4 separate regions of the Mus musculus genome follow, and all the other regions are linked to region 2. Evidence: chromatin contacts called from public HiChIP or PLAC-seq and promoter capture Hi-C data. All regions are on one chromosome and are shown on one strand. The core of a region is the stretch at or near the end of the contact, and the rest is flanking DNA. Distances in the headings are between cores, read along the strand shown. Region 1 holds the start of Als2cl (ALS2 C-terminal like). Region 2 holds the start of Trank1 (tetratricopeptide repeat and ankyrin repeat containing 1). Region 3 holds the start of Prss45 (protease, serine 45). Region 4 holds the start of Tdgf1 (teratocarcinoma-derived growth factor 1).

Evidence for each region. Promoter capture Hi-C pulls out the DNA fragments that hold promoters and counts their contacts. HiChIP or PLAC-seq counts read pairs in DNA pulled down with a chosen protein or histone mark.
Region 1: a promoter capture Hi-C map of embryonic stem cells shows a contact between it and region 2, with 7 times the contacts expected there. The contact joins the promoter of Als2cl here to the promoter of Trank1 in region 2. A contact is called at or near these places in 2 of 39 promoter capture datasets (both in embryonic stem cells), 2 of 484 Hi-C or Micro-C datasets (both in embryonic stem cells), 1 of 115 datasets of contacts at active chromatin or transcription factors (embryonic stem cells) and 1 of 9 other capture datasets (embryonic stem cells).
Region 3: a contact with region 2 is called in a promoter capture Hi-C map of stem cell-derived epiblast-like cells, with 3 times the contacts expected there. The contact joins the promoter of Prss45 here to the promoter of Trank1 in region 2.
Region 4: an H3K4me3 HiChIP or PLAC-seq map of embryonic stem cells shows a contact between it and region 2, with 2.9 times the contacts expected there. The contact joins the promoter of Tdgf1 here to the promoter of Trank1 in region 2. A contact is called at or near these places in 3 of 39 promoter capture datasets (the C10 cell line, cranial neural crest and embryonic stem cells), 3 of 484 Hi-C or Micro-C datasets (all in embryonic stem cells) and 6 of 115 datasets of contacts at active chromatin or transcription factors (embryonic stem cells and epiblast stem cells).

The regions. Positions count from the first base shown.
Region 1 is chr9:110,878,819-110,881,518 of GRCm38.p6, forward strand. Als2cl (ALS2 C-terminal like) reads left to right here and starts at 1,356. Exons shown (of 27, transcript NM_001146059.1): 1 at 1,356-1,411. It overlaps Tmie (transmembrane inner ear), which reads right to left and starts at 1,255. Exons shown (of 6, transcript NM_146260.3): 1 at 452-1,255.
Region 2 is chr9:111,310,442-111,313,141 of GRCm38.p6, forward strand. Trank1 (tetratricopeptide repeat and ankyrin repeat containing 1) reads left to right here and starts at 1,298. Exons shown (of 22, transcript NM_001164659.1): 1 at 1,298-1,810. The coding sequence starts at 1,401.
Region 3 is chr9:110,833,179-110,835,878 of GRCm38.p6, forward strand. It overlaps Prss45 (protease, serine 45), which reads left to right and starts at 1,410. Exons shown (of 6, transcript NM_153172.1): 1 at 1,410-1,561. The coding sequence starts at 1,456.
Region 4 is chr9:110,944,883-110,947,582 of GRCm38.p6, forward strand. Tdgf1 (teratocarcinoma-derived growth factor 1) reads right to left here and starts at 1,276. Exons shown (of 6, transcript NM_011562.2): 1 at 942-1,276. The coding sequence starts at 961.

The DNA.
Region 1 (2,700 bases), core at 106-2,605, 430 kb before region 2:
CAGGGAGGCAGGGACAGTCAGGTACTCACTGGGCACTCAGTCTAGTCTATGTGGTTAGGTGAAGGCCTATGAGAGGCTGTCTCAAAAAAAAAAAAAAGCACCAGAGGAGACACAGCCAAACATCACACACACACACACACACACACACACTCACACACTCACACACTCCTGCATGGATATACATACACATCATACATGAAAAAAAAAAAAAAGAACCTGTAATACATTTATCTTTTAAAAAAGTATTTACAAGAAAGAAAGAAAAGGCTGGAAGGAAGGAGATGTTTTGGCCGAGTGGAGAGGGAAGAAGAGGCTCGGGAGGGTTCTTGACGATGGAGAGACCAAGATTGGAGCAGGGAAGTGAACAAGAGCAGCAACCGCGGTAGGGTTCTTGGGCAACAAACTTGGAGCCTGCCACTGTAGGGCAGATTGGCAGAACTTAAATGCTCACCAGAAAGCACCCCAAGGGAGCCAGGGATGCTGAAGTTGGCAGGCCCCTTCTGAGAAACTCTTAGAAGTCTCTTTTCTCTCTGGCAGAATGCATGGAGGCTGTCCAAAACTTGGGTAGGGGGCAGGTGGACTATCCTTGCTCTTTCACAGCTGTCTCCTCCCCAGGCTTCTCTCTGTACTCAGGCTTGGAAGGCTTAGAAGCAACTCAGCCAGGCTAGTCAGCAGCTCCTAGAGGCCGGGTGCCACTGCAGGTGGAGGGGTGACTTGCTTGCTGGCCAAAAGGGAGCCCGGCAGCTGGACAGCAGGCCTCTTTGTTACAGGTTTGAACCATGGTCCCTCCTCCTTCCAAGACTTTGGTTTGGAACTGCGCTGCTCTTTCCAAGGTCGAAGGCTTTGGCACAGGAAACTGGCCAGCTTCAGGCTGTACCCGGAATGAATGCAGGGGGCCTCCTTCAAGGTTACACACAGCAGTAGCTGCTACCAAAGCATGCCCAGTTCAGGGTCTTCGGATCATCATGGCCAACTGCTCTAAGCAACAAGTTTCCCGAATCTACCCAGGGCTCCTTCGCGGGTGTGTGAGGGTGAGGGGGGGGGGGTGCCCAGTGACCCAAAGGGGGTCGGCAAGATTTCAGAGCTACAGCCTGGGCAGAGTTGGTGGGTAAGGAAATCGGGGTGGCCCCAGGCACTGCCTGCCGTCCTCGGATCTGGAGAGGGAGGTAAAAGGCGAAAGACAGCCAGGGTGCGATCCTGGGGAGCTCGCGGACCGACCGAAGGGGAGCTTTCGCAGTCTGGCGGGAGAGGCTCTGGGAGAGAGTTGTTGGCTTGGGGACATTCCGAGGCCGAGCCCCGCCTCCTCGGAGACGCCCCCGCGCGAACAACACCTCGGGGCGGGGCGCGGAGAGGAAGGGCGGCCCGGCGCGGAGCTGCGCGGCCACTCGGGGCACCGCGGCGCAAAGCGCAGGTAAGAGCGCGCGTCGGTGGGCGGGGTCCGCTGCCCCACGAGCTCAGCTGCGGGTGGGGGCTCTCTCCTCCTCCCGCTGCCATGGTCACGAGCCCTCCATCTTCGGTCTCAGCTTCCTCCTCCCGGTCCCGTGGCCGCCCGGCTCCGGTTTAAACGCAGCGCGGGGTCCAACCCCTAGCAGCAGTGCGGAGCGCGAGCACCGTGCCCTGCGTCCAGGCCAGAACCCAGGTGCGAGTTTATCACCCAGAGGGAGAGAGGCTGCCAGGAGCAGGTGACCTGGCTGGTCAGGGCGGAAGGGCTGACAGAGAAGCCGAAAAGGTGGTGTTGCCTGCCTGGGAGGAGCCTAGACGGATGTCCGAATGTTGGAGCAGAGTAGTTTGGAACTGACTAATGCAGTCGGGAAAAGCTAATGCGGAGACTGGGAGGCATGTAGGGCAAGAGAGGCAGAGAAGGGGCTGAAGACTGGAGGGCCCGTGTGACAGTTTTGTGCACTTGCCTGGAGCACTTTCTCCACTGCCCACCGGGCATGTAGGTTGATTAATGGGCCTCTAGCATAGTCCAGGAAAAGCAGAAATAAGGTCCATGCCACTCCAGATCAGGAAATACCAGAGTGAGTGCCATGCTAGGGTGCGGCTTAAGGGGCCTGAGGGGCCAGAACTGGGTGAGGGCAGGGAAGGCCCCAGTGACCCTGCTTGGGAGCGATCTGGTGTGGACAGAGGCCAAGAATGCAAGGGAAAGGTCTAGCTACTGTTTAGATGGCCACAAGGACAATAGCTGAGTCACCTGTGCACCCAGCTTAACTTTTTTGGCCTCACCCTGCAGCTTTTGAACCAAGTCTACCCGGGGTGAGAAGGGAGGCTGGGCCCTACTAGGAATGCTGGGTGTACCTCAGTGAGTCACCCAGCACCTCTGAGCCACTTAGTTCTCGTGAGCCTGTTAGGGCTGGGAGTGAGGGGCCTGGGTCTGAGCTCTGCACCTGATCTACAGATAGTATCTCTACACCCTCCTGGACTTTCCATGCCTCAAATTCACCGTTTGCACAGCCTGCCACTCAGGACCCCAGAGTTGGCAGGAGGGAGAGTATGAGGAAGCCGTGTTGTTGACCAGAGGGCTATGGGATGGGTGCTGGGCCCAGGGCTAGAGAGAATATTCTTGCTGGCTCATACTCTCAAACACTCGTGTCTGGCCTTTTACTCACGACACCGCTTCTAGCTCCTAGCTGGGAGACTTCTATATCAGACTCCAGATGTAGCCTTCCTGGGCCACCTTTACCATCCATGTTTAATGTC
Region 2 (2,700 bases), core at 48-2,547:
CTTTTGGTACGCAGCCTCAAAGTATTTACCAGATAGGGATAGTGTATGAAACTGGGAAGAAGTATTCCAAGTAGCAACCAAACACGTTTACAGACATGAACAGAGCAATTAAATAAGCATGGAAAGACTCAAAGGGTTGTTAGATAGGAGGGCAGCAGGGGATTGCTTTTTTTTTTTTTTAACAGCACCAACACCTCATTTTGATAATAGTTGAAGTGATTTTGAAAAGCAAGATCTACTTATGTGATGATTTTGAAGAGTATAGTCCACATTAGAGGTCAATGCTATGGAAATGGACAGAAAAGCACAGATGCACATTTTATTCTTGTACTGCCTCCACAATCTCTTGCCTTATTCTGACATAAGAAACCCACTAGCCTTACTCTGACGTAGGAAACCCACTAGGCCTTTTGGAAGTGGAAATGATGAGGCTGTGGTGGTGGTGGTGGTGCTGTTGCTGGTGGTGTACCAAACATGTTAGAGCTGAGAAGGTTTTATAAAATCTCTTTAAAATGAAAGGTCTAGCAATGTCTCATGACAGCAAGCCTTTCAAATTCTACTACTTGATACAATGTCTTGGAAAGCTTTAAAAATTGCACCCTGGAGATATATGCCATAAGAAATCAGAAGCAAAGGCATCCACCAGCGTTTTAAAAATCCCACCAGGGTGGGGGTATGACTGGAGTTCAAGCGTTTGTGGGAGCACTGTGTCCGGGACCCTAGGCTAACACTGAGGAGCCTAAAGGCTCAGCCCTAGGCAGTGGGGTGCCACCCAAGGGTTTTGAGGGGGAATGGCGCCTCACATTTGTGTGTGTGCGTGAGTGCGTGTGTGGTGGCATGGGGGTCGAATTGAGAGAAGGCCAGAAGGAGGCTGCTGGTCAGGGCTGACTGGTTCCGACTCCCCTGGAGGAGCTGGGAAGGACCGCGGTGTTCCTGGCCTCGTCCCTCCGCCTCCCCCGGCCGGCTCCTGTCTTCCGCTGTTCGACGCGCCCTGGGCTCTGGCCCAGGAGGCCCATGAGCCACCAGGAGGCAGCGTGCCAGCGGCCGCGCCCTCTGATTGGGTCCCGGGCCCCTGGAGGGTGGGAACGTGACTCCTGTCCCCTCAGTCGCGAGGACCACCCGGCGGGGGGCGAGCACGCATCCCGGCTCAGGAGAGCTTCGGAGCCACCTCGCCTCACCCTCACGACTTCGCGGCCCTTCTGCCAGGCGCCTGGACGGTTCCCGCCCGCGTGACAGGAACTCGGCAAATGACGGAGGCGACGAGCGTCGCGCTGCTCGGAGCTTCGCTGCCCGGTCTGCTCCCGACCTCCAGGAACGGCGCGTCGGGCGCGCGGTGAGTGCGACGTCGGCGTCTGAGGGGACGACCCGAGGGGAGCGCGCCGCCGCGAGCTCGCCGAGCCATGGCTTCCACGACCGCGGGCCGCCGCTGGCCTCCGAGGAGACGCAGCTCGAGACGGGGCCCCACGCCGCGGTCCCGCGCGCCCGGCGCGAAGCTTTCGGCCCCGGAGGCCGGGCCGCCACGCCGCGGGCCTCTCCCGCGCGGCGGTGCGGGACGCGACACTCTCCTCGGAGCAAAGGCGACACCTTCGTCTCCCGCCGCGAGGCGATACGTGACGGCTCTCGGGCCCCCGCAGCCGCGTGGGAGCACGGACTCGGCCTGCGCGGCGCTCCCGCAGCCGGTCCCGCACGAGCCGCGGGAAGCAGCTTTCCGCCTGGCCCCGGCCTCGGAACGCGGGGCCTCGGTGTCACCTGCGCGCATCCCGAGGCGGCGGCGGCGAGTCCCGGCCATGTGGGACCCGCGCGCGGCAAGGTGCGTAGCTGGCGGGGGTTGGGGGGGGGGCGTCTGGGGCTTTGCGGGCCCCGAGTCCCCGAGGCCCCGCGGGGTTGTCTGCCCTCCCCCCTTCTCCCTCCCTCGACCGCGGCCTGGCGCGGGAAGGCGCGCGGGGCGACACGGCCCGGGCGGGCAGCGGTGCCCGGCGGAGCTTTCCCTGCGGGGACCCCCACCCCCATCCTCCCCCACCCCCCGGAGGGGCCTCCGGGCCACACCGCGGCGGACGCGCCTCGCCGCACAGCTTGGCTCGAGGTGTGCGGAGCCGCGCGGGGATGACGGCGCGGCATCGGCGGGGAGCGCGGGGCGCGGGCTGCCCCCTGGAGGGGGAGGCCTCGGTCCTCCATCCCTGCGGCCTCCGCGGCCCACCCTCCGCCGCCGACCCGAGTCGCGGGGCGGTTTGCTCAGGAGCGCGGGTTCAGCCTGCTGCTCGGCCCGGCTCAGCCCGGTTCGTCCTCGGGCCCCCAACCCCCGCACTCTTGCACTCGCGGGCTCTGCGCACTTGTAACCCGCCGCGGAGGGCTCGCGGGCCCCGCTGGGGGGGACTCTGCTCTCTGCTGGGGGCGTTTCACCGAGGCAGGCAAGAGAGAGGCTGCCTGGGGATAGTTCTTAGGGAGATGTGCAACTTGGAAAAAAAGAAAAAGCAAAATTTAGAAAGGAGGGCAAGGGAGTCCGTGAGCTCTGCAGCCTGGGGACCCGCTTCAGCTCAGTTAGCACTGTCGCAATCACTGCATCTTTAGCTAGAGAGGATGAGTGGAAAGCCAGAGGCTCTGCGGTCCCTTACACCCGGATTTATCCCCAGCTACCCAGTGTTCAGCTTTTCCCGTGCAAGGCACCTTTTTGATTTTGAGGAAAGGCTATTACACTGCTGG
Region 3 (2,700 bases), core at 160-2,659, 480 kb before region 2:
GAGACTCTAGTTGGCAGGCAGCCAGGAGGATGCTCTGATTCCACCCTGGGCGGAGCTTGAGCACAGGAGACCTCAAAGCCCGCCCACACAGTGATGCATTTCCTCCAACAAGGCCACACCTCCTAAGTGCCACTCTCCATGGTCAAACATTGAAACACCTGAATCTATGGGGGTGAGGGGGGAGGCAAATCTATTCAAACCACCATAGACCCTGTCATAAAAAATTAAACAAACAAACAAACAAACAAACAAATCCATATCATTGGTCTCACTAAGGGAGTTTTCAACTTCAACTCTGGAAGTCTTGGCCAGGGCCTGAGGATGAAGATTTCTAGCAAGTTCCCAGGCGTTGCTGGTCCAGCTGTATGGAGGAGGCCTAACGTTGGGAACCACACAGCGGCAGAAGGCAACCTTCTCTTGCTTGCCTCGATATGCGATTGGCACCGTTTACTTATTCAGATTCATTTAAACGCCAGGCTGGGGGCCTGGAGAGTTGGCTCAGGGATTAAGATCTTCTACAGGGCCCACATTTGATTCACACAAACCCACATGGTGGCTTCTAACTCCAACTCTATTGGATCTGATGCCGCCTTCTGGCTTCTGTGGGCATCAGGCACATACTGTGGTGCACAGACAGTCATACAGATAAAATACTCATACACATAAAAATAAAATGTAAACGAACAGGCTGGGTGATGGGGTCCCCAGAGCTCTGTTGGACACCTGGAATAAACAAAGGAAACAGAGGAATTTTGATGATCGCTTCCCAGTCTCTGCTAGGCTCAGTAAATCCACAAAGATCATCCTTTTGTGACAAGCTCTCTTTATGCCCAAAGCCAGGCAACAAAACAAAACAAAAAGAAACAAACAAAACCAACAACAACAACAAAAACTAGCCAGTATTTGTCAGTGGTAACATCCTGTCATATTGCTGGTCCTTGGAAGAGGACAGCTGCCTTCTTTATTCAGCACCCTGCTCCTATCTTGATTTAGTCTTAGATCCAGTTCAGCTATTACGTTCTCAAAACCGTTTTTCCTAACCATATTGTTATTTGCTTTCTTGGGCTTTCCCGGTCCTTGTTAATAGTGACCGTGAAACTCCTTGTGCAACAGGCTGAGAACAAGGTATACCCTGAGGCTGGATGGGCATCAAGATGCCAATCCCAGCCCAGGGATCTTTGACCAGTTAGGCTCCAGATGCACCGCCAGGATCTTAGAGCACTAGGGGTGCTGTCATAGATCTGGAATCTAAGACCCAGTCCCAGTCAAGGGATCTGAAGTCATATTAAGGACGAGAGTGGGTCCAGATGCCAGAACTCAAAGGACCTGAAGAGGCACGGTCAGGCTCTTGGCGCCAGGTCAGTCATGTGTCGAAGACGCCATCGCGTACTGGGATGTGGGCACGTGACAGCACGCCGCAGCTATCTCTGCTGCCCTTAGGGACAATATTCATGTATGGCTACGTCATTGCGCGGCCTGGACGCTGGGCCTGGATCCTTGAGGCGCTGGATCCTAATCTGCTTTGCGGCGCTACTGTTGCTGCCTCCGCGGCCAAACTTAGGTCAGGCAGGCACCTCCTTCTCCATTGTCCTTTCTTTCTGTGTCCTCTCCCCTCCAGTCTTGCTCAGGTTGGCTATTCCTTTCCTTTCCGCCACCTGAAACTTCTGTGTGCCATCCCCACCTCGCTGTCGCCTCTCTTCTGCCACTCCTAGGTTCCTCAGGCCACTGCTGTGTCGTGCTGTAGCCTCCTGGAGACAACAGGCTCGGAGATGCTCGGAGCATCCCTGGCCTCCCTTCACGCACAGGCGCCTCCCGCTTTCCGTGTGTCCATCCTCTCAAAAGGATGATGTTCTAAACGTTGGGTTTTTTTTTCCCCCATCGCTAGCAGAGTCCAAGCCCTTGAGTGCTGTCTTCGCAGACTCCTCTGCCCCACAGCCCCCAGACATCCCTCCAAATCTGACTGCCAAAGGGAGAGTGTTTCCTGAGTGGGGTGGGGCTGGAGCAGGGTCCGACCCATACTGAGAGGCGGGGCTTACATCGGTCCTGCTCCACCACCATCCCAATATGTGCCCTCCCTCTCAGGGCCAGCCTTCCCCAAGAGTCATTAGCACTTTATTTATTTCCCATGTAATCCTCAGCCCATTCCTGCTGTGTTCTTCCCATTACTGTTCCTGGTTTTGTTTGTTTGTTTTACATCTCTATCCTTTTTTTTTTTTTTTTTTTTTTTTTAATTTCCTGTGGCTTCTCCCTCAGCCTCTCCCCCATTTTTCTTCTTTCATTCGTGGGGGTTGGGGTTAAGGTCTCATGAGCCCTAGGGTAGCCTTGATGTCCTGAAACTCCTGTCTCCACCTCCTTAGTGCTGGGATCACACACACACACACACACACACACACACACACACACACCTCCTCAGTACCCATATCAGGCCACCCAGCCTCATCTCTGATGTAAGGCTGTTTCTGAAAGGTGCTATTTGGTCCCTTGCCTCTTCCCTCTTTGTTCCCTGGATGACCAGTGACCTCGGGGAAACCGAGCCGATCATCTCCACACATTATCTTTCTCCTCCACCACAGATGTCGGGTGTCTCGTCCAGAGTCTCTGGAATATACTATTGTGTTTCTTCCTGGAGAGATTTTTTTAAATCAATATTTATTTTGTTTTTCTCCTCTTTGAGACATTTCCCGGTATTCTCTCCTCTCA
Region 4 (2,700 bases), core at 26-2,525, 370 kb before region 2:
TCTTTTGTTCTGTGACTACCAAGGAGCTCATATAAGCTCTTCCATGTTCATTTAGGGCAATATGAATCCTTGTTCCCAAGCCACGGCCACGCTCGGAATAAACTCTTACTCTTCGGAACAAGGGCTGTGTTTTGAATTAACTGTTTAAAACAAGTCCCCAGCATCCAATATTTCATCATGAATATTCCTTAGGCCCCACCCTTACACACACAATTTTAAAGTTATAAAATTAAAAAGCTAAAACATTCTATTCTGCATAAGCGGCATATTTTTCCACGGTGCATTGTTTGCATATATAAATTCTTTTTTTGCATATATAAATTCTTAAATGGCTGTATGGGTTGGAGAAGACTTGCCAACCACACGCAAGCGCTGGTCCGACGCCCGGCTCCACGGGGAAAAAAAACTTGTCCTGTCACTTGAAATGGTTCCAAGTTCAATTGGTTTGTTATTCCTAATGTTTCTAAGTATTGAATTTATCTCTCCCATTAACGTGTAGAGGCAGTCTTGATTAGGCTGTAAGATTAATATTATGTATGCAAGAGAAGGAAAGCATTATTTCTCTGGCAGTCACCGACATGACTGATGGGACGAGCCCAGAGGGTGCTTTACAACCTGAGTCGGATGCCCAGAACCCAAATGATCGATCGGACTCCAGTGAGTCATCGTCTAACCTCCACTCGAGTATATGCGAGCGAGTGCCCGCGCGCGCGCGCGCACACACACACACACACACACACACACACACAAAGGCAATATAAAAAATTGACATTTTAAGAAGCCGATGGCAAAGCAGTATCTAACTATAAAGTTCCAGGTTCTTCAGGAAAAGCAGCAATGTTACTGACAAGGTTCAAGCAAGACAAAAATCAGAGCGTCATAGAACGTGATTTTCCGAAGTGGCTATCTCCAGCAACCAAAAAGTCAAGGTTAGCTCATACCTGGATGAGAAGTACCCCATCTTCGACGGCTCGTAAAAACGTTGGAGGAAAAGACAAGAAACACAATATTAGCAGATGGCTTTAGTTCATAAAGCCATTCTCGAAACACCCAAAGGCTAATTTCACAAAATGAAAACAGTAGATTAAAAAGAAAGATATGCCAAATGAGAGAGGCCCCCGTCCTGGAGAGTCTGTGGGAAGTTAGCAGCCAAGATCTCCGTGTAGACCGGCAGGGGATGGGGCCTCTTCTTCCTATAAACGGTTTGTGATTGAGGACTTCGGAGGAATATACCTCCCTTAAAAGAAACTTAAGGTGTTGAGTAGGACCCTCAGGTGGGCGGGGAGACGGGGCCCCACGCCCATTACGGGGCCCCACGCCCATTACTAGGCCAGGAAGCTCCGAGGGAAGTGAACTAGTTTGGTTTTTATGTAAATTCTCTATAGTCTGGTTATATGTAAATTTTCTATAGGTAAAGGGAGTTGAAGAGTTTAGTTATTCTACCAAGGTGTTCAAACACGAAAGTAATTAGGAAAGTCTAAACACCATACAGGCATTTGAAACTTCATTATCAAAATTTGTTGTTTTGTTTGTTTTTCAAGAATAGTTTCCCTAGGTAGACCAGGCTGGCCTCGAACCCAAGAGATCTTCTGCCTGCCCCTAAGGGATTAAAGGCGTGCTCCACCACCTCCAGGGTAACTGCCAAATTTTAACTCTGCATTTGCGTTCGTCGTTACTCCCAGTAGAGCCGGGTGCTGGAGGCCTTGAAGATGCGCTGACGGCTGGCGAGGACTTGTTTGGGTGTGGGGGAAGGTCAATGTCGGGAGGGATTTGAGTCTGGGTTTGGGCTAGAGGTTTTGCCTGCAGCGTCTGAATTGCAAGCCCTGGCCCAGAGCCTGCGGGTGGGCGCTGGGGCGAGCGGCTGCCTGAAGCTTAAAAATCAGTGGCCTCACAAGCACTATTGGAAGTCACTTGATTCTTCCGGGTCCTCAACTCAGTGCTAAGCTGCGGGTTACTGGCTTCGGTTTCTTGTGGGCGGATGGGGAGGGCCTTGACTTGCGAGTGGGGTTGTACCTCTCTGTTGCTAGGTGCTCGTCTGTGGCTGAGCCCGCTGAGAAACACATCCCTGAGTGATACATTTTGATATATATCTCACATTATTATATAGATCACAAAAGCTGGACCTGGTGGCAAAGGCCCGTAGTTCTAGGACTTGGGGAGGTGGAGATCGGAGGATTGAAGTGAGTTAGAGGTCAGCCTGGCCTTCAGTGAGTTTAAAGCCAGCCGGCGCTTACAGGGCAAGACCACTTTTCCTTTCTTCCTTGCTTTCTTTTGAGGGTCTCAAGATCAGGCTGGCGTGAAACTCGGCGACCTTTGTGCTGCCGTTTCACCAAATTCCGAGATTACAAGCACGTATCACCAAGCACAGCTAAGACCCAAGATCAAAATGACAAAACACAAAACCCTCCCTCACCTTCGCCCCTGGCTTCTATGGTGATTTACTTCCGTTTTAGTCGAGAGTGAAGACCCCGACAGGCCTGGGAATTCTGTACACGCCCAGTCTCTCTACTCCCCCCCACCCCCATCCCCTGTCACTCTGAGTTTCCAGCCACTTTTCCAGTTCCTGAAACCCTAGGGGGTGAGGGGCAATTGGTGGTGGTGGTGGGGGGGGGGAATCTGCTATTTCCGAGAAGGCTGGGCCTCCTTCATTAACAAGCTAATGGCTGATTTCACTGAGACCTTGACAAACAGAACCCTAGT